Linked DNA regions of Danio rerio: region 2 is linked to region 1. The links are chromatin contacts, called in public HiChIP or PLAC-seq maps. All regions are on one chromosome and are shown on one strand. The core of a region is the stretch at or near the end of the contact, and the rest is flanking DNA. Distances in the headings are between cores, read along the strand shown. Region 1 holds the start of zswim8 (zinc finger, SWIM-type containing 8). Region 2 holds the start of si:dkey-174i8.1.

The links. HiChIP or PLAC-seq counts read pairs in DNA pulled down with a chosen protein or histone mark.
Region 2: a contact with region 1 is called in an H3K4me3 HiChIP or PLAC-seq map of gastrula embryo, with 3 times the contacts expected there. The contact joins the promoter of si:dkey-174i8.1 here to the promoter of zswim8 in region 1. A contact is called at or near these places in 2 of 4 datasets of contacts at active chromatin or transcription factors (embryo and gastrula embryo).

What each region holds. Positions count from the first base shown.
Region 1 is chr13:24,980,012-24,982,708 of GRCz12tu, forward strand. It overlaps zswim8 (zinc finger, SWIM-type containing 8), which reads left to right and starts at 1,331. Exons shown (of 26, transcript NM_001145707.1): 1 at 1,331-1,782. The coding sequence starts at 1,605.
Region 2 is chr13:25,249,783-25,252,479 of GRCz12tu, forward strand. si:dkey-174i8.1 reads left to right here and starts at 1,373. Exons shown (of 3, transcript XM_021480786.3): 1 at 1,373-1,866; 2 at 2,547-2,697. The coding sequence starts at 1,607.

The DNA of each region.
Region 1 (2,697 bases), core at 81-2,580:
TGTTGCACAGTATTTATCATTTAAAACTCAAGAATTGTGTTAAATCAAAGAGATGAAATGCATAACAGGTGATTTATGATTTATTAGCAACAGGCCACACTCATAAACAAATAACTGTCATACGTTTATATCATGCGGTGATTTTTGGAAGCTTGTTTGTCTGGCTTTAACGTCGAGCGGAAGTGCGGATCAGCTGATGCAGAAGAGCCATCTTCATCTTCCCGAGCCGAGCGGAGCGGAGAGAGAGGAGAGGAGGGGGGCAGGACAGAGAGTACAGGGGGATCTCGACTCCAAATTGTCAGCTTTAAAAGACATTTTGGATCCAGAGAGCGCTGGCTGCTTGCAAACGGGGGACTGGAAGAGAGCTGGCCGGTGGCACATGAAGACAAGCGGATGACAAGCTTTAACACACAAAGGAGAAGACAGATACGAGGCAGCTAGAGGTGGCATAAAGACAATTAACATTAAATATGTTTTCCACGGATGGACGTATGTCCTGGTCGGGGGGTCAACTCTGCATTTTAGTCGTCTGATTTGACTGTAAACCCACTTTGAGGCACAATGCTGAGATAAGAGCACTGGCCGGTCGTTTGTTTTGGGTAACCCAGTGGATCGACAAGACTCGGATTAGGGACCAAGGCTTTTGTGCCAAAACGTCAAAACAGCGTTATTCCGTCTGGTTATGTGTAGGGGCATAAGCACATGCCGTGTCAGCGCTTATTTTGACAGTTTTTGAATTGTTTGCTATTTCGGGCTAGCTAGAAAAGCTAGCAGGCTAACCCGACTAGCTTCTCGGAGTTAGCAGAGCTACCTCGATCGAAATAAAAACAACCGTACCAAGGGTTGTTTGGGGTTAACACGGGTTTGCCGTTGTGAAATGGCCTTATTTAAGTGAAATAAACCCGCGGTGGGTCATTAGCTGTACTTGGGGACCTGTTTTTGTTTTCTTCACCGCTCTTTTGTTTTGTTAGCCGTGGAGCTGCTGAGGGACTCGAGGCTCAGCTGATAGGACAAACAGAGGAGAGGGGGTTTAAATGAACATTCGAGTGAAAAGAACTCCTGCTTGCTAATAAGCCCTGAACTTTACTGACAAGGAAGTCACTACAGTTAATGCTGTCAAATAACACAACTTGCTATGCAGTTCGAAAACTTGTTTGCAATCAGACCACTGTAGAGGGGGTCAAATTTATTTAAATCGTGAGAGGTCCAACGACACACCTTTTAGGGTGTTTTCGACTTATAAGTTCCTACTTGACAATGCAAGAACACTTATTTAGGGGGAAAAGTTATACGTCTAGAGGTTTATTTGAGTTTTAGTTATGGGTTGTGTCAGTTTTTTTAAGAACTAAAGTGTTTTCAGCAATTTGGGTGAAAAAATATGGATTAACTCCACACTTGAGATTCACAAATGCTCAATTTAAAACCGTAAATATCTATTTCTAAGACAGACACAGTCTTCTTGAGGGACTTCCTAGGGCCCCTCACGCTGTGTTTGGGTTGAGTGTGAGTTTCCCCTCCCCCTGGGCGAGTGTCACTCTCTCAAAACAACAGGAGCGCACAGGCACGTTCAGTTGAGGCGTCCAGGTCTCCACACAGCAGATGTGATGGAACTGATGTTCGCTGAGTGGGAAGATGGAGAGAGGTTCTCCTTTGAAGATTCAGACCGTTTTGAGGAGGACTCCCTGTGCTCATTCATATCAGAGGCAGAAAGTCTCTGCCAGAACTGGAGAGGATGGAGGAAACAGTCTGCCGGCCCAAATTCCCCCACTGTGAAGATTAAAGGTAATAGAGGATGATTGTTTCTATGTGCTGTCATTGTAACATGAGCACACCGTGAGTTGGCTTGACTGTACCTTTGACCTTTAGGATGTATTCTTAACTTATGGACAACATTGTCACATGACCCACATGTTTAGACCTACCAAGTCAAACTGTGGCTCTATACATCTCCCTGCTTGGCTAATTTGGTAATAGAGGTGAAGTTGGTTTTATATTTGCACATTCAGACTTTCTGCTCAATAATATAATTTCAGAGAAGTATTCTTTGCAAATTTTAAATAGTGAAATCATATTAGCAGCAAATGACTATTAAAGTACAGCATTGTTCACAGTCAATTACATAGTGCTAATATTGATTTGAAATCATCCTTGCATGCTATTTCAGACTCAATATACAACTTAGCGTGGTAAACATTATATGGGCCATTAAAGGAACGAATGTGCGAAATATCAAACCTTCTTACCTCAATTAATTTGGTTAATATTGCCATGGTTTGGAGCTGTTGTTCATTACTTTTTTAATTAAACATCTCCAATTATATACAGACAAATGTGTCAGATATTGTGCAGAATAATCTAAAACATTTGTTAAACAGTTACATGCAAAAGTAACTGTAGATGATATAATACAGTTTCAATTTGTTATATTGTCATATTGTAGGGGACTTGTCTATCTGTCATACATTTTTCTCCATCACTATTTGGCAACTAACACAATTAAAGAACTTGACATCGTAGTACTACTGCAGAAGTTTGTTCAGCATTTAGAATGTATTTGCTCCAACAACAAAATATTATGTAATACATTCGCCTAAATAGGAACCTCAATTAGTTAAGTCTTTGTTGTTGTTAATTTGTTTACTAAAATGCTACTGCATCAATATTCAGTGCAGTTTCCTGTCATAATTCCTTTAAGGA
Region 2 (2,697 bases), core at 123-2,622, 270 kb after region 1:
GAAACTGGTGGAAACCTACGCAAACACTGGGAAACATGCAAACTCCAAACGACCAGCTGAGACTCTTGCTGGAACCATCTTGCTGAGGCAATTATGGTATCCACTTAGCCACCATTCCGCTCAAATAAAAACACATTTTTCATCTTTGGTTAAACCAACCCTTTAAAAATATGTAGTAAATAAACAAAAAAAAAATAAGAATAAAAAATGATCAACTTTACAGTAGCATTTGAAGCTAAGTTGACTCTTTTTAGTAAATCACCCTGTTACAGTGTCGAAAACAAATGTTTCTGTATCTTTCAAAGTGAAAATGGTCTTAAAAAGCTTAATTATGGTACATAAATTATGACATTGTTTTTTCATACAGGTTTGGGCCAACATGAGCGCAAGTGAACTATCCCTTTAATTGATATGCAGCTAATCAGTGCTTCATAGACTACATTCACATCGGTGTCAGTACAACAGATCAGTGCTTTTCAGTACTCATGTTCACATTTAACATCACTCAGCATGTATACACGGAAGTCAGCCTCTGTTCTAGGAACTCATTATCAGGTGAAGGCCTTTCTGTGGTTCTGGGATAATTAGAGGATCAATGAAACAATATGTTGGTTTTTGTCTCACCAGCACAGCTTTACTTGTGGTGTAATACACTTACCGTCCAGGTGGTGTCAACAGTGTATTCCCTGAATTCTTCATGATTCCAAAATTTCCAAGATTCCACTTCACAATAAGCTCTGAATGCACGTCATGCAGTAAAACTAGATTTAACTGTAATGTTAAGTTAACACAGGGTTTCTGTAGGGTCTTAATGTCTTAAATCTTAAAATCCAATTTTTAGGCCTTAAAAAGTCTTACATTTACTGAAATATTGTGCTGTAGGTCTTAAATCTTTTTTTTTTGAACAGGTCGTATTTTTCTTTGTTCATGTATTGCTGCTCAATCTGGCCAAAGATGCTAAAAATGTAATGTAAAATATTTTAATTTTTAAATAATAATGTATTATTGTATTTTTAAATGTATTAAATTATTTAAAAGAAATGTTGATATGGCAAAAAAAAATCTTTTTCATCTGGGTCATTTGAAAAATTTCTTAGTCTTTAGCCCTTTATGGGTCTAAAATTCCATTCATATTGCTCTCAAAATGTCTTAAAGTGTTAAATTTAACTCTGTGCAACCTGCAGAAACCATGTCACAGAATAATCTGTGAAAGTCTCAATTTGAAATAATCTTTGTTTTGCTTTTTACACTTGTATAGTCTGTAATCCTGATCCTGTGAGTGAGAGCTAGAGGAATGTAACATTGTCCTGTTAGAAGACAGCAGTGTTTACTTTTGGACAGTTCATAATGTTACTCAGACGTACAGTATACCATCCTAGCCTCACAAACCGAGAAGAACAAACTACAGGCAAGATTTCATTTATCAGCACTGGCTTAAAAAAATAGCATTTTTACTGGGGTGGAAGAACTAACTTTATGCACTATGATGGATCACAACAGCAAGCCTTTTCTATTAACTTGGCTTGATTCATTTGGAAGTCAACATTTACAACATTAAAAGTCGTTATTTAATAGACCAGTGAGGTGGTGGATTGACGTTCACATTATGGATGTGTTGGGACTCGGATTCTGCTTGCTTCTAGGACTAATACACACTATAGAAGGAAAGGTCGTCAAACGGGGTAGAGTTCCCCCACATATTGTTTTCGTGATGGTGGATGACCAAGGATACAATGACATAGGGTACCATGGCTCAGAGATCCAAACACCCGTGTTGGACCAGCTGGCTGGCGAAGGGGTGAAGCTGGAAAACTACTATGTTCAGCCCATCTGTTCACCCTCACGCAGCCAGCTTATGACTGGACGGTAAGAGACCCACTTTTTTGTTATAATAGCACGACTTGGTTAAACAAAACGTTAAACCATTTGTATTTTAATGAGAGACATACTATTAGACATAATCTTATTTAGATTATACTATTGCGTTTATATTTTATCACGTTCAATATTAGCAGGATTGTTGTTATGTTGTGATTAAAGGTAACACTTTATTTTGATGGTCCATTTGAGTATTAGTAGACCGTCTGCTTAATATCTGTTGAACTGACTATAAGAAACTTTTTAAGTACATATCAACTTACACTAACCCCAACCTCAACCTAACAGTCTACTTAAAATCTAATGAGAATTAGTTGCAATGTAACTTAAATGCAACATACAGACCATGAAAATAAAGAGTGACCTATCTTTTTGGTATAGACAAGGGTTCATTCTGGTCATGGAGTGCCCCACTACGCTGCAGAGCTTAGCTCCTGCCCTAATCAAAAACACCTTAAGCCTAAAGTTGAACTCCATTTGCACTTAATACATAAAAAGTTGCATGGAAATGAATGTATTAGCTGAGCAAACTAATCAAAGTCTTTGGAGGTCATAGAAAATGACAGGTCGCTGAGTTTGATCAGGGTATGAGCTAGACTGCATGGCAGATTTGAGAAACTCTTGATATGTGTTCTGTCTATCACATCACCGCTTATCTTCTGCTTCAGGTATCAGATCCATACTGGTCTTCAACACTCCATCATTCGTGCACGTCAGCCCCTGTGCCTGCCCCCTGACACGCCGACGCTCCCTGAGAGGCTCCAGGAGGCTGGCTACAGCACCCACATGGTAGGGAAATGGCACCTGGGTTTCTGTCGT